6 separate regions of the Mus musculus genome follow, and all the other regions are linked to region 6. The links are chromatin contacts, called in public Hi-C and promoter capture Hi-C maps. All regions are on one chromosome and are shown on one strand. The core of a region is the stretch at or near the end of the contact, and the rest is flanking DNA. Distances in the headings are between cores, read along the strand shown.

Region 1 (3,417 bases), core at 682-3,181, 3.5 Mb after region 6:
GAGTTGGCAGCCTTCCACAAAATCCATCAGCTGGCTCCTGCCATCTCTCTTTCCCTCACTCAGAATGTCCCATTCCAAGTTCCCATCTGTCCTCACCCGAGCTTCTCTATGGGGACTATATTTCCAGGTTTTTGTTGTTGTTTTGTTTTTGAGACAGGCTACACATGACCCTGGTAATCCTAGAACTTGCTCTGTAGACCAGACTGTCCTTAAACTCTGGGATCTGCCCATCTCTGCCTGCCAAATATCCAGAAGTTCTTTAAAATAGGTTTTTTTTTTAAATTAAAAGTTTTTTTTTTTTTTTTTTTTTAATTTTTAAATTTCATCTGACTTTCTGTGTCTGAATGTTTAGCTCTACGTGTGTACACCAGGTGGCACTGTGTGGTCACTGGAGGTCAGAAGACCCAGCTTGGTTTCCTGGAACTGGAAAACCATCTGTTGTGAGCCACCATGTGTATGCTGGACCATGTCTAATGCCAGTCCTCTACTAATTCAACAAGTGCTCTTACAAGCTGAAACATCTTTCCAGGCCCTAAAATAGCTTTTCTTTCTTCTTAAGATTTATTTATTTTTACGTTCATTGGTGTTTTGCCTGTATGTATGTCTATGAGAAGGTGCCAGGTCCCCTGGAACTGGATTTACAGTTATTGAGTTGCCGTCTGGGTACTGGGAATTGAAGTCAGGTCCTTTGGACGAGTTGCCAGCGCTCCTAACTGCTGAGCCATCTCTCCAGCCCCATAAAATAACTTTATTTTTCCTTTATTTTATTTTCGGTTTTTAGAGACAAGGTCTGTGTGTAGCCTTGGATGTCTTGTAACTCCCTGTGGGCGAGGCTGGCCTCAAAAGTCTTAGTGACCAGCCTGACTCTTCTGGGATTAAGGCTGTGCCTCCACCGGCTGGCTAGCATAGCTTTTCTTTTTTTTTTTTTTTCTTTTTCTTTTTTTCTTTTTTTGCCTGTGTGTGTGTGTGTTTGTGTGTGTGTGTGTGTGTGTGTGTGTGTGTGTATGTAAGTACACTCATGAGTTCGGGGTCAGGCAGCTAGCTGGAGTTACAGGTGGCTGAACTCTGGTCGTCTTCAATAGTTGTATGTATTCTTAACCTGCTCACCTTTCCAACTCGTAACTTCAGGTTTTGAGACAGGGTCTCACACTGTAACCAAGGCTGGCCTCAAACTTGTAGTAGTCCCGCCTTAGTTCCTGAGTGCTCGTATTACAAGTGTTGGCAATCTATTTGAACTAGTGATTAATTACTTTTAGTTTTTGATACAGGGGGTCACTATTTATGTACCGTTGGAACTCTTACTACTATGTAGACCAGCCTGCCAGTGCGTCTTCAGAGAGCTGAGATTAAAAGCTTGCCCCACAGTGGCGGGCTCTAATATTTTTTGGAGGTGGGGATTTAATTCAGGGTTTTGCGTACCACTCGTGCTATCCCTGGGCCACGCTGTCGGCCGCTACGATTTTTTTCTTTCTTTTTCTTTTTTTTTTTTTTTGGTTTTTCGAGACAGGGTTTCTCTGTGCAGCCCTGGCTGTCCTGGAACTCACTTTGTAGACCAGGCTGGCCTTGAACTCAGAAATCCACCTGCCTCTGCCTCCCAAGTGCTGGGATTAAAGGCGTGCGGCACCACTGCCCGGCAGGCCGCTACGATTTATTTTTGTTTCAAGGAATAATCCAAAGCCAAATGCAAAAAGTGACCTTCAGGTTTTACCTGCGAGATAAAAACTGGTCTGGGCTTCGTAAGAGGAGGAAAGACACGTAGAACATCCTTGTCTCTTGTTTATTAAATCCTGCGAAATGCTGGCTTTAGATTCTAGAACACTAGCCTGGAGGAAATAAAATGGCACAGAACCCAAGCCAAGAACCAACTTGGACCTTAAACGAACACCTCAAACCCACTCCCCGCCAATGCTGTAGGAAGAAAGCTGTTGCTAGGAAACAGACTGGGCGCTCGGAAGTGACATCATCTCTGGGCGCCGGGGTCAAGGAAGGGAATTTAGGGAGGAGATTCTCTCCCTCTGCCCTATAAGGTTCTCCCATGATTCTTTCTTTCTCTTCGCCATCTTTACCCCGGCAGGCCGACATCTATCACCATGAAGTAAGCGGGCGCCCGGTGTCCCAATCCGCCTCCATCCTGAGGCCGAGCTACCGGGGATGGCTCCTCTTTGCAGCGCACATACTAACGAGCTTCGCCTTTTCCTTCCAGGGTCGAGCTGTGCAGTTTCAGCGGGTACAAGATCTACCCGGGACACGGGCGGCGCTACGCCAGGACCGACGGGAAGGTAAAGGCCGGCTGGGCCGAGCGCGGCTCGGGACGCTGGGAGTAGAAGGACGGTCCTCTCTCCCCGAAGGCCCCGGGACCGCGTGTGGGATGGGAAACTTGAGGGAATATGGATGGTGTGTAAACCAGGCTGGAAATGAGTGCTGTATGTAACCAATGGGAAAGGGAAATGGGCTTCAGGTCTTTTGGAGTCGGAGAGGGCTCAGAGCCAGATTTCTTTGAGTTTAGCGCCACCCGACCCTTTGCGACTAGTGTAGATTTTTCGGCTCCTGAGAAGACTGTAGCATTGATGCCACCCTGTCATTTGTGTCACAAAGAGGTCTCTTGCCTCCTTTATATATTTATATATTGAGAAGAGAGAAGTAGAATAAAGCTGGAGGAGGACGTCAGTCTCCACTTTGTGTAAAAGGATGACTAATTTGAATTTGTTAACTGCAGGTTTTCCAGTTTCTTAATGCAAAATGTGAGTCAGCATTCCTTTCCAAAAGGAATCCTCGGCAGATAAACTGGACTGTCCTCTACAGAAGGAAACACAAGAAAGGGCAGTCGGTAAGTGGAATGCAGCTTGCTAGTAGCCTCTTTTAAAGTTACACTGTCAGATTTTGCCAGGTTAAATTTTGGTTAAACAAAACTATGCAATGTGCTCTTGAACTAAACCATCAGACAGTAGCAGAACTTGTTAGTGTGGCCTTGGGTACCATAGCCTTCCAAGCTGTGTGTTGAAATTTGAAATGATTCCTCTCTGTAAGCTTCATTTTGGGTTGAAGAGGCCCTTAGGGGATGGTAGGTGTTGCTCTGGGTGGAGGTGTGGTGCTAGGACAACAGCTAATAGTTAGGCTTGGCATGTGTGAGCCTCGTTAAATAGATTCTAGCTGGGTATTATAGTAAACAGTGGTCCCAGATGTGAAATATGTTAAGTGGGCATGGTGGCCCACTCATGTAATGCCAGTGTCTGGGAGGTAGAAGCAGGAGGATCAGTAGTTCAAAGTCAGCCTAGGCTACATAAAACCTTGTTTCCCAAAGCAGAGCACGCAGTACAGAGTTAGTGAAAAGAAAGATGAATTATATTTATTAGATCCTTTTGGATGAATAAATGGGGGGAGGGAATCTTAGAGGTGTGAAGATGTAGAGAAACAGAA
Region 2 (3,123 bases), core at 165-2,664, 3.4 Mb after region 6:
GAGCCACAAGGTAGAACCACATTCCAGCGTTTGGCCTTGGCCTTTGCTCTCTGCAAATGAATTTTCTTTACACCTTAGGAGGCCAACACCTTTGCTGGTTCTGCTTTTCCTATGTCTACACCTTAGGCTTGGATCCTTTGGCATCGCTTACTTTGAAACCCTTGATATCCCTTAGATAGCTACAGTAGACTGCCAAGTAGAAGAACCACTAAATAGAGTGGCCAGGGGGCATTGCTTACTTCAGTTGGCAAGGGCTAGTGGTACTAAAATGAATTTTGAACTGTGCCTTGCCATGGTCTCTCAGGACAACTGGATTCTGGAGCACTAGGAACAACCATTCCCTCTTCAGTGACCTTCCTTCAGCTCCTTTCTCAGTAGCCGATTACACACTTGGTCAACCCAGAAGAAATTATGAAAACAACAGACATGGAAAGAAGATAGTAAGCCCAGTCAAAAGGGGACAGAGCCCCCCACACTGCTGGGTTAAAGTATGGTGTGCCCTCCCCCTGAGAGGAATCAGACAGTCATGAGGGTCCTGGCAACCTGCCAGCTTCAAAGACACCCTAATATTCCAAATGACACATAATGCCTACAGGAAGAGAACACAATCACCAGGCAGTGTGATTCTTCATCCATTGGGAACACGGCAATAATCTATTGTTGATGAAAAGCAAGGGGGAAATTACACTTTCATATACATTTTTGCAAAATCCTGCCTCACAACCTCTCTGAGCACCACTGCCCTTCTGAACTTGAGTCAAGCAGAGACAGAACACAAGCCAAGATCTCAACATCCCACAGAGGACTGTCACACACATGTTCCTCCCTGCATGACTTCTCTGATGCCTCCAAAACTGCAGCTCAGTAAGGCCTGGGTAGTCCAAAGTATGAGGAGACAACAAGATAAGAAGCAGCTGGCGCCACAGCAGCGATGAGACTGGCGATAGGGACCAAGTGCAGTGTCGCCAAGCTCTCTGCACTGGGAGTGGAAAAAAGAAGAGAAGTAAGGGGTGGGGGTTGGGGGGAGGAGAGGGGCCTGACTGCGCTCTCGGGTACAGGTCACCTGAGGTGCCTGCTACCAGGCGCTGCGGCGCTGCAGCAAGTGGAGAAACTGAGGATGGAGATGTTCAGGCTCGCCCTGCATCCTCTCTGCAGCGGCTCGGATCATCCGGACCTTGGCAGTCGCAGCCCAGGGCTGAAGCTCTGCCTGCGTCTTCGACCGGGGCCTCGGCTCCCGGGCTCTGGAACGCAGTTGGGACTCCCGGGGCCGCAGCTCCCTACACCCGGCCGGGGACGTTAGGGACCCGAGGTCCGCGCGCGGAACACAGGGCTCTGCAGCTGCGGGGCGCACGAGGCACGCCGCACCGGGCGCTCTCGGGACAGGCTCCGCCCCGCCGCGCGCATAGTCGCAGCTCGCACTCACCGGGTCTCCGGTCTCGCTCGCCGCTCGCCCTCCCACGGGATGTGGACGCTCCGATCGGGGGCCTCCGCGCCAGGCTGTTCTCTCCCGGCTTCCTGACCGCGCTACGGAGCCTCACCCCCGACCCCCGGCTACGATTGGTCCGACTATGGGCGGGGCGGGGCGGAGCGGGGATGTTGACTGACAGCCGCGCAAGCTGAGTGATGTGCCCAGTGGCGAAACAAGGAGTTGGCACTGCCTGTGCTACCCGACCGCCCCAGGGAGCTTGGGTTAGGATGACTGTGTACCTCCGGAGATACACTCTAGCCCGAGGGCTGGACCCTTTTGGAGACACAAATACAGATGACCTTCGGACATCAGCGTTTCCCCGGAGCGTCCCCTCAACCGATTCTCTTCCTGAGAACTAACCACAATGCTGGCCTAGCAGTGGCGGAGCTGCTGGTACCAGAGAAACACTGCTTGCCAAACGTGAGCATAGAGATCTTGAAGCTTCTCTCTTTGAAGTTAGTTCTTGGCAAAAGCGCCAGGATATTCCACCCAAACCACCCTCAATGCTGGATTACCCTAGTTTGGACGTTTTATGTCAAAAGCAGCTTGGTGAATCTGAGATACTGAGAGGAGTTTCTAGAGGACAGAAAGGCCTGTGTGGGACAAAAGACGTTCCTGGCTTAGAGCACAGTGGGGTTGGACTTACTTTTAACCAGAGCAAAATGCTGGGGGATGGGGTGGAGTCTGGGGCTGGAGAGATGGCTCAGCAGTTAAGAGCACTGGCTGCGTGCTCTTCCAGAGGTCCTGAGTTCAATTCCCAGTAACCACATGGTGGCTCACAACCATCTGTAATGAGATCTGACGCCCTCTTCTGGTGTGTCTGAAGACAGCTACAGTGTACTCATATACATTAAATAAATACATCTTTTTAAAAAATGTTAAAAAAAAAAGTCTGCCCTCAGACTTAGTCCCAAGTTGAAGTAGAATCGATATGAATTCCAACTGTCATTAATTATCATTATATTTATTGACAATGGAGCTATAAGAGCCTGAGGTCAGGAAGAACAGAAGCAAAACAACTGTCTTCGGGGCATAATAAGACCACTGGGTTCATGAACGCAGAGCACCTGTGCTTGCCTCTACAAGACTTGAACAAAACCAACCCACCAACATTCTCACATGGCAGGACAAAGGGTTCATGTGTACACACACATTAACTGAAGACCCAATGATGGCATCTGGGAACAGGAGATACTGTTTTCCTAAGGGTATGGACCCTGATAGGTCAACCACTCTCCGGGGAATGGCTTCCCACCTGTTAAGTGTTTGTGTAGCACAAACTGGACTAAGTTGTTTGTTTGTTTGTTTGCTTGTTTGTTTGTTTAAATTAAGAGAACACAGTGAAGGGAGTTGGAGATGGATCACGGGGGAATAGAGAGAGAGAAAATAATCAAAATACATTGCATAAAGTTCTAAAAGGATCAATAAATTTATATTAAAAACTTACAGATTCTGCCAGGTAGTGGTAGCTCACATCTTATTTCCTAGCACTCAGGAAGAAAAGGAGGGCAGATCTCTTACGTTTGAGGCCAGTCTGGTCAGCGCCTGAATTCCAGGACAGCCAGGGCAACACAGAGAATCCTTGACTTTACAAACAACAAAAGTAGCCGGGCAGTGATGATGCCTGCCTTTATCCCAGCACTCGGGAGGCACAG
Region 3 (3,156 bases), core at 350-2,849, 3.0 Mb after region 6:
GTGATCTCATCAACTTCCCTGTGATTCATAGAGAAAAATCAAGTTATACAGTAAAATTCATCCATTTCTCTGATCCTTTATTCAAATATTGTTTATGTAAATGTCAAAACATATAGGCACCTTTAATACAGGGAAGAAATTGAAATAATTGTTGCCATAAATTATAATAGACATGCTTCTATAACATCACAATGCTTCTTATTTAGTTTATGAAATTCAGTCAACTTTGAATTAGAGTCTTTTTCCTAGACATAAACCAAATTTTATACCAAAATTATTTTTATGGTTGATAAAGCAAAACTTCATGGTTTCCATGTCAGTCACAAACTTCTGAACACAGCTCCAACCTTAAAAAGCAGCATAAAGTAAACTTCATGTAAAACTAAGTAATAAACAATATAAAAGTATACTTTCTGTCCATTTCTGTATCTCCTCACTTGCAGATATGTGTAAATTTACAAAAGAAAAAAAAAAAAAAAAGACTGGAGAGATGGCTCAGAAGAGCACTGGCTGCTCTTCCGCGGCAACCACATGGTGGCTCACAACCATCTGTAGTGAGATCTGATGCCCTCTTCTGGTGTGTCTGAAGACAGCAACCGTGTACTTAGACATAATAATAAATAAATCTTTTTAAAAATTGCAAAAAGAAAGAAATAAAGAAAGGGAGGGAGGAAGGAAGGAAGGAAGGAAGGAAGGAAGGAAGGAAGGAAGGAAGGAAGAAAGAAAGAAAGAAAGAAAGAAAGAAAGAAAGAAAGAAAGGAAGAAAGAAAGAGAGAAAGAGAGATGAGAGAGAAAGAAAGAAAGAAAGAAAGAAAGAAAGAAAGAAAGAAAGAAAGAAAGAAAGAAAGAAAGAAAGGAAGGAAGGAAGGGAGGGAGGGAGAGAGGAAGGAAGGAAGGAAGGAAGGAAGGAAGGAAGAAGGAAGGAAGGAAGGAAGGAAGGAAGGAAGAAAGAAAGAAAGAAAGAAAGAAAGAAAGAAAGAAAGAAAGAAAGAAGGTTCAAACTTTCAAGGATCAACTGAAATGCACATAAGGCTATTATGTAACTCTACTTAATTCAAACAATTTCAGTTTGGGCTAAATATCAATAAAGAAATACAATAAAATGGATTAAGATTTAGAATTCAATGATGTCATCATCACTTATTATAACTCTAAAATTTTTGAAAGATAAGAATTTGAACACTCCTCTGTCACATGAGTATTATATATATCATTCAGTTGTCATAGGAGAAGATAAAAGACCAAAGTCAATCATCAAATGACTTAAATGATACAGCAAAACCAAAGAACCAATGTAAAATCCTATCGCTCTTAATTACCGAAGTCCCCTACAGTACTGTCGCTTATACAAACATCGCTACGCATTATAATTTGGTCTTTCATCAAAAGCTACACAGAATGTTCACATCTGTCAGTGCTTACTTCGGGCCCTCACTATAAATTGTGTAATCATTGAATGAATCATTGATGAATAAATATGGAGGATGCTGGGCTCTGCAGCAGTAAGCGATGAGTTAAATAAAACAATGACTGCCCTTGCAGCAGCTTGAAGCCCCGACACAGCCGCTGCGTAAATCAAGTGAGACAGAGATGGGAAAGTGCTCAGAAAGTCATAAATCATACAAGGAAAGCGTCACTGGCCTCATACTAAAGAAGAGTTAGAACACAAACATTGCCGCAGAGAACGGCTCCAGCATCAACAAACACGGATGCGGGTCTAACCAGGGGCATGAAATTAATTAGATGAAATATACAGCAAAGTTGGAAAGTGTGCGGCCACTGAGATGACAGGTCTCGGCTCTGATACTTCTCACCAATTTTTTGACCTGAGGATTCGACGTGAAGCAGTTGGGTGAAACCTCTTACCCTAGTGTGTGTGTGTGTGTGTGTGTGTGTGTGTGTGTGTGTGTGTGTTGCTGTTCTGTGATTTCCTCTGTCTTGCTTCCCCAGAATAATACAGAATAGCAACCAAATGAACAACAGAAAGCCAGGTTGCCAGCAATGCCCCCTCTAAACTCAGGTCTGGTGTACAATGTGAATCCAGTAAATTCAGACAATAAATTATGTGCAACACCCACCCTCAAGTGTTCCACGTTATTAGATAGAGGAAGGCACGGTGCATCTCTGAGGGACCTCTGTGCTCAGGAATGTTTAAACCAAATTTCCTTCCCAGTGAGTCATCGTAAATCAAAACCATGATGCCACAGGCTTGGTTGGTGAACCCATAAAGCTGAACAAATCCTGACATAGATACATTCTTAGGCTCCCAATAATTATTTTGCTCTCTTTTTTTTTTAACACATCAGCTTCCCTTGAGTCATCTTCACATCTCAGCAGTTCACATAGAAAACGGAGGGTTAAAGGAGTAATAAGAGGGCCCCACTAGAGCACATGTCTTCTAAGTGCCTGAGTGTTCATCAAATTCTTACTGGGATAAACCAAATACCAGCCTCCCGTCCTCAGCAAAAGACATGTTGTCTTGCTTCTCTGTTTTGGGGACACAAACTGTGAGATGACTGGGAACATCAAACAGGAACTGGTGTCGCCTTTCCACACAAATGTCGACTACTGTTTCTTCCTAATTTAACCCTGTCATCAGTCTTCTGGGACTTCTACAAAATGGACAGACTAGGGTTGAAAGAACAGAAATTCTCTGGTTTGGAGTGAGAAAGTCCAAAGTCAAGGTATCAAGAGGACCTTTGTACCGCATTTTCTCTCTCCTTGGTATGCACGGTGGTGCAGGGCACCTTCTGTGTTGTCATACAGCATCCCCATTTGCACACTCCTGGTGGTTTCTTCTTCTAAGGTCCTTAACCCTATTGGATTAGGGCTTCACCCTCTGACTGCTCTTGACTTAGTGATCTCCATAAAGGGCCTATATCCAAATACAATTAGGTGCAGGCCTTCAATATAGGAATGTGACTGGGAGTGGGGGGGGAGGGGGACACTCAATCCAGGCTGTGGCAAACAATTACCTATTAAAAATTAAATTTGAAAATGGTATGGTGCAAGAGCCAGGGCATACAGAAATGGGCAAGGCATTGGCTCTGACCCCATACATATCTCAACAGAGGGAGATTTGTAGATGTGCAAATATCTAGGGTTCAAATCAACTGTGGAAAATGGGAATATAAAAAGAAAAAAAAGAAAAGAAAA
Region 4 (3,098 bases), core at 588-3,087, 3.5 Mb after region 6:
AAGGCCAGATTAGTTTTCTGAACCAGTTCCAGGACAGCCAGGGCTACACAGAGAAATCCTGTCTTGAAAAACAATGGGCTGGAGAGATGGCTCAGCCGTTAAGAGCACTGGCTGCTCGTCCAGGTTCTGAGTTCAATTCCCAGCAACCACTTGGTGGTTCACAACCATCTGTAATGAGGATCTGATGCCCTCTTCTGGTGTGTCTGAAGACAGTGACAGTGTACTCACATACATAAAGTAAATAAATCTTAAAAAAAAAAAAGGCTGGAGAGATGGCTCAGAGTGGTTAAGAGCACTGACTGCTCTTCTAGGGGTCCTGAGTTCAATTCCCAGCAACCACATGGTGGCTAACAACCATCTGATGACCTCTTATGGTGTGTCTGAAGGCAGCTACAGTGTACTCATATAAATAAATAAATCTTTTTTAAAAACTATAAAGTTGTTTTTTTTAAAAAAAAAAAAAAAAAGTGGATGAGCCACGTGCACAGCACAGCTCACACCTTTAATCCCAGCACTGGAGAGGCAAAAGCAAGAGGATTTCTTTGAGTTTTTGATCAGTCACAGCTACATAATGAGACCATGGCTTTGAAAAGAAAAAAGAAAAAGAGTGAGAATATAATATAAACATTGTTCTACATAAAAACATGAGATAATGGGAGAAAGGCATCCAAAATATCATCTGGCTCTTTGGGGGCGGGGAGAATGGCTCTGTAAGTGCTTATTGCTGCTGTTCTCGGTGAGCTAGGAAGGTTGAGAAAAGAAGCTATCAGAGTGGGCGGGGCCTGAGTAACTGCCAATTTCAATTTTTCGATCAGACTGGAGCTACCTTGGGATGTAATTTTTCGGTTCTGCGCTCCTAGAGGGTTTCAATGCTTTTCGGTTTTCTTATCACGTGAGGCGTCGTGAGCCCCTTCTTCGAGATGAAAACTAGACTGTCCTGGAAAAGCGCACCTAGCGTCCGCACACAATTCCTAAGTGTCGACACATGTTTTAGCCGAACTCCTTCCCGTAGGAACTCAAGGGTCTCCGGGTTATGAGCCTCAACTCTACCTACCCTGCTCTGCCCCAATCGGGCCAGCTGCTACCACGCCTCAGAGTGTAACCAAAACAAAAGCTCTGAGGTCGGCGCCCCACGGAGGCATCTCCCAAGCACAGGCGCACCCCCCAACCTGGGCTCTGCCAAACAAAGACCAAACTCGACCCCGGGACCCGGCCTGCAGAATGATCGGGGAGCAACGCGTGTCTGGGTCATTCTCAGATTCTACCACGGCTACTGGTCACTTCCAAAGAAGAGTTCAAGCAGACTGTGATGCGGTTTCAGATGAGATGCTTCCTGAACGTTCTCGGACGAGAAGGAGAGGCACGGGAAATAAAAAGGCTGCACTAATTTCCTGTGGGCACTCGGAACTCAAAGTAAACGTCCCAGAAAGGTCACCGCAGTCCGAAGCCCACTGCCCCCAGTCAGGCTAAGGAGAGCGCGGGACAGGGGCGCCGGGCACCGCGAAGGCTCCTGGGGACTGAAGTCCCTCATTCAGCCTTCACAGTAATGTTGCGGGACTGGACCAGACAGCGGGACTACAACTCCCAGTAGGAAGTGCGCCTCCGTGTTGCTTACAGCCCCTCATCAAAAGAACTGGTCCAAAACTGCACCTCTAAACCCAGGCTTTCTCTTTACACCAAGCAACTGTTTAATATGACATACTGAAGTAAACTTTGGAATTTAGGGGTAGGGATCATCGTACCTTCTCCCGGAGCCAGAGCCCCGTCGACTCGCGCCACCGCCATACTTGCCGCTTGCTAATGACACCAGGCAACCGTCTTCTGCCGTTCTGTAGAGCATGTAGTCAGCAGTGGGGCGCTGCAAACTACAACTCCCAGGATGCACAGCACTCACTCGACCCAATTGGCTCCCTGATGGGACTTGCTGGCTACAATGTGGGAGGTAAAGCTTAGAAGACCCGGGTTGACACCTAAAGTTGATCTGGTGAGCAAGCTGTATTGTTAGATAAACCATTTCACTCCAGGGCCAGGTGTTTGAGAAATTCGACACTTTTACCACCTGGCACATTATAAAGACGTTGTTTAAAACTGAATTTGAGAACTCATTGCCAGAAGTCTCTATGGCAGCTACCCATTTTGACAATTCTGAATTAAGTTTAAAAGGTTTTAGCTTCTCTATAGGAATGACAGTGAAATATTTTGACATAGTCAAATGGATACGTTATATTTGCAATTTACCCAATCTTACCTAATTAAATAGATTTAAAGCCTCAGAAACTGATATTTTTGTTTTAAATGGTGGTTCTTACACATTGAACAGTTTGGTCAAGGAGTATATTTGATACATATGTACCCAGAACTTTTTCCAGAGTATTCAAAAAAGTTTAAAATAGTTTCCAGAGTCAGGAATACTTACTTTACCTGGTTGGGAGGGCACAGGCTGATCTTTTTTTGATTTAACTATGAACTCGGTAATCGGGAACTAGAAATTACAATCTTTGGACAAAACTTGACAGGGGAAGTAAAATTAAGCTAGGGTTTACAAGGTAACTCAATCGTACAAAGGGGGCTCCACTTTCTTTCATCAACTGCTCAACGTACTAAAAGCTACTCTTGGTGTTCGAGAAATTCAACACTTTTACCACCTGGCACATTATAAGGACATTGTTTAAAACAAACTGATGTTGAGAACTCATTGCTAGAAGTCTCTATGGCCGCTACCCATTCTGACAAGTCTGAATTAATTTTAAAGGGTTTTAGCTTCTCTATAGAATGACTCGCTATAAGGCTCTCTCTGAAGTCTGAGGATTCCTGTTCAGGAAAATTCAGTAACTTGGTGCTTCTAGCTTTTCAGGCTCAAAATTCTAAGAGCATTTCCTCTTTCCTGGTTCCCTTTGGCATCACTGCCCTTAAAGACCTTTCTGTTTCCCATTGCTTTAGTCTAAAGATACTTTTCTATTTCTGAAGAAACAATAAGAATTCCCCCCTTCATTTTAACCAGTAGACACCTTACTTGGAGAACAGTCTTACAACTTTATATGTCTGAAAACAAAGCAAGCCTGTCGTGGTGGCCCAAATTTTAATCCCATCAGTTGGGA
Region 5 (3,372 bases), core at 97-2,596, 3.4 Mb after region 6:
TCAAAGCACGCACACCGCGCTTTTCAGGGAGCTGTGGGCAACACTGTGGCTTAAGGCACAGTGTTTTAAATCAAAAAATAACTTTTTAAAAATAAAAGACAACCAAAGCTTATGAGTAGCCAGTGTTAAGGAACAGCAAGGGGTCATTCTTTAAAATAATTGCGATGAGAAGCTCCAACAACTGAGAAAATTTAGGCGGTGTTTAAATCTACCCACAGCTGCATCCTGTTTCTCCCTCCCCCACCCCCCCAAATTATGCAACTCGGTTCGTGAAGAAAGGAAACCATACAACCCGCAGCTAAAGAAAGGGCTTCGCTAGATGTAACTTTTCCATTCTCAAGCACACAGAGAAAATCAGAATTCTGAGCAGGCCTCTGAACCGCCAACATCGTAAACTAAGCGCAGAACACTAAATCACTTTTCTGAACCAGGCTTTCCTCTACGTCCCGAAAAGTGGGTTTTCTTTGATTCATCCCTACAAATAGATTAGGAATACGGGTGTCTTAAAAATCCAGTTCCCAACGCTTTACCCTCTGCCACTGCTTCTCACTGAAAGAGTTACAAGAAGGAAACTACATCTCTCTCCATCAGCTCCAAAAACCTCATAATAGTGTTATAATTTCTCAGAGGTTCTTGAATTCGGAGGTCGGGGGAGAAGTGAAAAGGGAAAAGGTTATGAGATGGAAGAAAAGAGAATCCGAGGCTCTCAAGTTCTTTTCCAGGAAGCCAGCGCGCTAGCCCTCAGGGTCCCTTGGGCGCTGGACTCCGCAGAGGTCTAGGCAAGGACAACGTGCCAGAATCAGGACAAGGCATCTAATCACTCATGACTATTCGCGTCTGTCCGGCCGCTAAGGAAGTCACAGGGGCCGCTTAACGTCTCGACTATGGGGGGGGGGGGGGGTGGAGGGAAGTCCCTCCCCATCCTCCCAGCGTGTGAACCCCGAATAGAGGGGCAAGGAATCTCGCGGGTGGGTACCTTGAGGGCGCTCGGCGCGGGCGCCACCTCTGGGACGGGACTCCACGGCCCCGCAGGAGGACACGGAGGAAGTGGAGGAGAAATCGGAGGAGTCGGAGCCGGGCGAGCCGGGCGCGGAGGGCACGGCGGACAGGTAGCCGGTGTCGCCGGCGCCGGGGGCGGAAGGAGGCGAGGCGCCGTAGAAGTAAGCCAGGTTGAGCGGGCTGGTCATGAGGCCGCAGTCGCCGGCCGCGTCCAGCAGCCCCTCTCCGCCGCGGCTGTCGTCCAGCAGCTTGTCCACGATCATGCTCCCAGGCTAGGCGCTCGGGGTCCCCAGACACCTGCGCCACCGGATGGCTACGCGGTTGGCTGCGGCAGAGCGACTAGTACGTGCGCGCCCGGAGGGGACCGGGCTATTTAAATGAACTGACCTCCTCCTCCGCGCTCCGCCCGGTGAGGCGGCGCCTGGGCTGCCTCCCGCCCCGCCTCCGGATGTGTCTAGTTTCCAGTAAAATGCCCGGGATGAGGCAATGTGCCCTCCGCCCTCGCCCCGCCCCGCCCGGGCCGACCGGTTGTTTTCCGGCGGCTCACCTGGAAACCCCGGCTAGCACCCGCGCCCCGAACCCCCGTCGGGGCCAGCTCCAAGTTTCCCCGGTTGGCCTTCGCTGGACGCACCGCATCCCCAGGGGCCCGGGGTCCGCGGCAACCGCTGTCTGCGCAGGGGCTGCGATGCCCGGGGGCGAGCGGGAGCCCCGGGCTGCTGCAAGAACAGGTCCGCCCAGTTCGGGGAGTGGGAAGCCAGAGCGGTGCGTGCAGAGTTCAGTCTCCTCCCTTGCCTCCAACATTTAGCCCGCCTCCAAACCTGGAAGCGGTTGCCCGCGGACTTTCTGGCCTGGACTCAATTTCAGAGCTCTTGCAGTTTCTCTAACTTCATATCTGGGCCATAAGCAATCTTTTTTTTTTTTTTAGTACAGTATTAGAATAAACAGCAATGACTACCCTTTCGTATCCTTCAATACTAGAAAAAAGCTTCTAGCAAAATGATGAATACGCATATATGCGTGTATATTCTTTGTATGTTTTATATTATTTTTTACGTATTATGTAACGTTTTATTCTGCACAACTTGACCTAGTCCTGATAAACACAGGGATTTTGATGCCTCTACCTTGAATACTTTTTTCAATGTTTATACTTCCGCCGCAAATCCAACTAGCGAACCGTCAAGGGAAGTTTATTTTTAAGGGAGAGAAAGAATGAATGATTAAGTCTAAATTTTCAAGTAACATCTTAACACGTGGGGATAAGGTATACACACACCGATGAAAAGAAACTGACTATGATTAAACATCGTGAGAGGTACAAAGTTCAGTGAACAGCCTAAAAAGAGACTTTCTTGTGGAGAGGGGGAGAAGGGGGAAGTCTTCGCAAAGAATGAGATGAGCCCTAAAGGATGGCCCTAAAGCGTTTGCAGGAAAATCATCTGCCAAGAATTAAGGCCAGGAGTCAGGGAAGAATCCGCAGTGCCTTTTAGGACTGCCAAAGGGAAAATAGCATAAATGTGAAAGGTAACCTGAGCGGAGCACCTACAGGGACCAGCGAAGTTACTAGAACTTTAACGTGAGGGAATCTGAAGCTGGCAGAAATGAAACAGTTTTAGAGAAGATGAGACTGAGGGGAGTCCTAGTGGCCTAAGAAGAAGGAAAAAAAAAGTGACCTAGAAGAAGAGATAGTGGCAAAGAGGTAAGTAGAAATAACTAGATCATTACGTAAGTAAATGGCTCTGCTAGGCAGAATCCACAAATCTAGCATTGCTGACGGGGGTAAGCAGCAGGCAGCCCACAGGTGCTACAGGGCTAGGCAGGTGTGGAGCATGACTAAAAGCACAGCTAAAATTAATATCAATGACGCCTTGCCGTTCGCACAGCTGCTTGTTTTCTGGAAATAAACAAATATGGGGAGGTGAGGGGATTTGATTCCCCTAATTGTTAGCTGTTAGGCTCTTGTTCTGTGCGCAGGCAGCCTTGAGAGAAAAGAACTGTCAAACCACATTCAACACTCCAGAGAGCTACATGGCGGCTGTAGCTTCTAAAACACTACTCCAGCTTCTGAAGATGCAGCCTCAGAGCCACACTTCTCCCCCACCCCCACCCCCACCCAGGAACCCTTCCCACTCCGGCCAGATTGAAGGCCTGTCCCCTGGTGGTAGTCTAGGAGAGACTGCTGCAACTGCTGCAGATGGAACACTGTTGTGATTGGTGTAAATACAGCCCTTCCTTCGCCTGAAGGTCATAGGTGACTAGTACAAACACTTCTTTTCTGGCTTATACTAGAAGCAGACTGCCTGGCCCACGAGGGCCGCTAGCAGACATCCTGCAGTTCTTCCCACCCCCCACTGTTTCAATGGCCCAATTAAG
Region 6 (3,290 bases), core at 214-2,713:
GGGCCAGGGATGTCCCCTGGGGGTGAGAAAAGGGGTTCCCCACAAGATATTCTGGTTGGTGGGAATTTTGTCGTTTTTCTTTGAGGACTCTCTGTAGAAGTGAGAACTGAGGCGCTACCACTGGGTGTGGAAACCAAGAAATCCCTCGCTTTAAGGCTCGCAAACCTGACTGCTAACCCAGTCCACGCTGCGTGACTCGGCTGCCATCAACCCTACACTAGCTACCCACTAGACAATGCAGCTTCTATTTCAGTATTATTATTATTAAAAAAAAAAAGATAGTCAAAACCCTCCTTATCCCCTGCCATTCCTCCCAGGTCTTCACATTATGACCAAGAGGAAGTTACTTAGGGGATTTATCGTGACAAAGTGCCAGCAGTTATTTCACCTCAAAGCCCAGCGAAAGGAAACTGCTCTGAGTGCAGTGAATTGTACTTTGATACCAAGAGACTGGAGGGACGGTGCGGGGGAGAGAGTTCAGCAGATCTTGCCGGGGGGGGGGGGGTCCTGCACCCTCAAGCTAAGCCTCACCCAAAGTTCCTGGAGATGTGCTTAGTTTTCAATCTCGCTGCCCAAACCTGAGCAGACCAGTCAAGCCTAAAACGTGTGACACAGGTGACTGTTCCCAGGGACAGATCTGTGTCCCCCGCGCGCCTTTATGGCTCCCATACTTTGCTAAGCACACGCTAGAGCGCACAGCCCCAGGCCTCCCGGGGAACCGCCCCCGGTCCGCAACAACCACTACAGTGGGGCTGTTCAGAGGCCAAAAGCTTACCTGGTCTGAGGACCGCGGCGGAGATCAAGAGGCAGAAAACCAGACGGCAAGAAGGGGACACCTTAGATGCCATATTCCTCCTCCTAGAAGGCCACCGACAAAGTCCACGCCGCAGGAGGGGGCGTCGTCCCCGGGCCCACGGGGCCCGCTCGCTTGTGGGTCTCGCCTTAGGGGGACAGCGACTTTTTTCCAAGACACACGGTCCCCCGGGGACTGTGGCGCTGCGCCGTCGGGTCTGTGCCACACGCAACTTTCCTCCACGCGGAACCCGCAACTCCTCCCTCCCCCCCTCCACACCCTTCCTCAGTGTCTCTGGCAGCTACTCCCAGGACGGGCGACCCTCTTATTCCAGGAGACGCTTCAGTAGTCAGTCAAGGTAGACGCGGTTTCTTTTTGGATGCTGTCTTCTAGTAGTTTCTCTTCTTGCAAAGGAGAGGATAAGAAGAGTGATGAGAGTTGCACCGTGCACGGATCACCGGGAGCAGAGAAGGGTCGGCGGGGCAGCGCCGCGGGGTCCCGACGGTGGGTCTCCTCAGGTGGCAGCCGAGGCAGAGGCTGTAGCGGCGGCAGCTGGAGCAGTGGCGGCGGCCGCGGGCTCCGGCTGCTCTGAGTGGAGGACGGGAAGGCGTGTGTAAGCTGCCTGTCTCCTCCTCCCGCTCCTCCCGCTCCTCCTGCTCCTCCCGCTCCTCTCTCCCGCCCAGCTTCCTCGGCGGCAGCGCGGAGCAGGTGGTTGGAGCGCCGATCCGCAGCCTAGAGGCGCTGCAGGACCAAGTCGGAGACTGAGCAGAGCTGGCGGCCCCTGGTGGGAGAAGAGCCTGATGCCCCAGCCCCCGCGCTCTGGTGGGCGGGGCTGACATCGACTCCGCCTCCCACAGGACACGCTGGCCAATGAAGAGCGGGATCGAGAGTAGGGGGCGTGACGGGCTGGATTCGCCAGTGTCTGGCTCTTACCAGGGGATTCTCAGCGCCCCAAAGACATAGGATCTGAGATCTTTTGCTGTCCTCCCAGCCTGGCCACATAGCTGTCTTCTTGCACTCCGAAGCCCAGTCCACTGGCTCACTCCTTAGGGATTTTTCTTCTCGACGAGGGTACCGCCTTCACCTTCTGTAGAGTTGTTGGGGCGAAGAGCTCACCTTGGGTCCTCTTGGACTAGGACTGAGGAGGTGGAAAAGATGGAGATTCTCCACCCGGAGGCTCACGGAAACAGCTACTGGTGGTTGAGAGTAATTTCCCCCACTTTGAAGAGAAGGTTACTCCTTCTCGAATTCGCCGTTCTTCTGTTCCCCTAGTCCTGGCTGGCGTACACTTTATCAAAGCAAATCATTTAATCAACTATCCAGTACCGAAAAGCAGAAGAGATTTTTGTGCTCCCCCTTCGCCCCCATCTCCTTCCCGGTGAGAATTAGGACTCTAGACCATAACACACGTCGCCACACTGATTTTCAAAACGTTCTTTAAAGAAAAAAAAAGTCACGTTTACTTTTAATTAGGTGACGATTTGAAGTTACAAAACAAAATCCAGAGTTACTCAGATTAAAAACCTACGCCTCCTGGTCCTTTCCAGAAAGCCAGGCATCCAGCAGATGGACGGGGCTTCTCAGGCAATTTCAAAAGCTTGAACCACCTCCTAGGCGTAGCATCGGGAAGCCGTGTCGCTTTCAGTTCATGCAGAAAGCATAAAGGAATATTTTCCTCTAAAACACCAGGGTGGAGCTGTTGGGACCGTAAGTGGCTCTAACTCAAGATTGCAGGATCACAACTCTTAATGCCCTCAGCATAATAAAATCCTGGTCCCTGAACCACCTCGCAAGGGCATGAAATAGTCTTTGGTGCATCACAGGGTCACCCCCTGTGTGAAGCCAGTCTCCAGCAGGGAATGCTAACTAGCCTCACGGGACTTTGTCTTCAAAAGATTGGGAACCACCAGCTACTTGCAAGTGGATATGGGGGGTGTCTAAGTGTGCAGGCAGAAGCTTCGTACAGACACACACACACACACACACACACACACACACACACGAATGCGCAAGCGCACAGACAAACACAGACACGGATCTTTGAATCCCTTTCCTTTCGTGCTTGAAATTATTAAACTCTGTCTTCAGCTGTGATTTTCCCCCCAGCGCCTCCCTGTCTTGTTCTCCTCGCTTTTACAGTATTGTAGGATAGATCTCTTATATTTTTCCTCCGAAAATCCTTTTTCCCACATGGTTTTAACATTTACATTTCATTTGCATCTTATGAATCAACAGGAAGGCTAAATGCTAGGGGCAAATGCCTGTTAACTCTGCATTTGGTGCACAGAGCTAAACTGCTGGCACGCTCATGGGAACCTACAAGATTCCTTTAGGGAATTTTTCTTCAAACTGCAGCCAGCCTAAAATAGAGTGTTTGGGAATAAATCACTCTAATTGTGTTTCTTCTGAATCTTCAGATTATCTGACTATTTTGAGGTGAAACCTAACATAGCATATCGTTGCTAAATAAATAAATAAATAAATGGCAAAGATGGCA

Evidence for each region. Promoter capture Hi-C pulls out the DNA fragments that hold promoters and counts their contacts. A called contact is a pair of places that touch in the nucleus more often than the background predicts.
Region 1: a promoter capture Hi-C map of pre-B cells shows a contact between it and region 6. The contact joins the promoter of Rpl24 here to the promoter of Alcam in region 6. A contact is called at or near these places in 2 of 39 promoter capture datasets (cranial neural crest and pre-B cells).
Region 2: a contact with region 6 is called in a promoter capture Hi-C map of pre-B cells. The contact joins the promoter of Nxpe3 here to the promoter of Alcam in region 6. A contact is called at or near these places in 2 of 39 promoter capture datasets (cranial neural crest and pre-B cells) and 1 of 484 Hi-C or Micro-C datasets (B cells).
Region 3: a contact with region 6 is called in a Hi-C map of the C2C12 cell line, with 5 times the contacts expected there. The contact joins the enhancer-like site here to the promoter of Alcam in region 6. A contact is called at or near these places in 5 of 39 promoter capture datasets (the 3T3-L1 cell line, cranial neural crest, hippocampal neurons and 2 more), 32 of 484 Hi-C or Micro-C datasets (the AML12 cell line, the C2C12 cell line, Sertoli cells and 18 more) and 4 of 115 datasets of contacts at active chromatin or transcription factors (astrocytes, embryonic forebrain, embryonic limb bud and 1 more).
Region 4: a Hi-C map of B cells shows a contact between it and region 6, with 6 read pairs. The contact joins the promoter of Cep97 here to the promoter of Alcam in region 6. A contact is called at or near these places in 2 of 39 promoter capture datasets (cranial neural crest and pre-B cells) and 1 of 484 Hi-C or Micro-C datasets (B cells).
Region 5: a contact with region 6 is called in a promoter capture Hi-C map of pre-B cells. The contact joins the promoter of Nfkbiz here to the promoter of Alcam in region 6. A contact is called at or near these places in 5 of 39 promoter capture datasets (cranial neural crest, frontonasal cranial neural crest, hippocampal neurons and 2 more), 1 of 484 Hi-C or Micro-C datasets (cardiomyocytes) and 1 of 115 datasets of contacts at active chromatin or transcription factors (astrocytes).

What each region holds. Positions count from the first base shown.
Region 1 is chr16:55,964,344-55,967,760 of GRCm38.p6, forward strand. It overlaps Rpl24 (ribosomal protein L24), which reads left to right and starts at 1,932. Exons shown (of 6, transcript NM_024218.4): 1 at 1,932-2,095; 2 at 2,204-2,279; 3 at 2,717-2,827. The coding sequence starts at 2,091. It overlaps Gm6958 (MLV-related proviral Env polyprotein-like), which reads left to right. Exons shown (of 1, transcript XM_001480210.4): 1 at 1-705.
Region 2 is chr16:55,893,865-55,896,987 of GRCm38.p6, forward strand. Nxpe3 (neurexophilin and PC-esterase domain family, member 3) reads right to left here and starts at 1,415. Exons shown (of 6, transcript NM_001134457.1): 1 at 1,064-1,415.
Region 3 is chr16:55,469,397-55,472,552 of GRCm38.p6, forward strand. The region is part of intron 2 of Gm45968 (a long non-coding RNA gene); the gene reads right to left. Among named protein-coding and RNA genes, the nearest start is that of Mir5118, 24 kb to the right of the region's middle. Within about 2 kb of position 1,600, at least 5 of the 459 cell types and tissues checked have an H3K27ac peak or open chromatin away from gene starts, as enhancers often do. A contact at or near this core is called in the C2C12 cell line and pancreatic cancer cells, where this site is marked.
Region 4 is chr16:55,933,011-55,936,108 of GRCm38.p6, forward strand. Cep97 (centrosomal protein 97) reads right to left here and starts at 1,838. Exons shown (of 11, transcript NM_028815.4): 1 at 1,743-1,838. The coding sequence starts at 1,785.
Region 5 is chr16:55,820,792-55,824,163 of GRCm38.p6, forward strand. Nfkbiz (nuclear factor of kappa light polypeptide gene enhancer in B cells inhibitor, zeta) reads right to left here and starts at 1,347. Exons shown (of 12, transcript NM_001159394.1): 1 at 977-1,347. The coding sequence starts at 1,262.
Region 6 is chr16:52,451,618-52,454,907 of GRCm38.p6, forward strand. Alcam (activated leukocyte cell adhesion molecule) reads right to left here and starts at 1,464. Exons shown (of 16, transcript NM_009655.3): 1 at 776-1,464. The coding sequence starts at 848.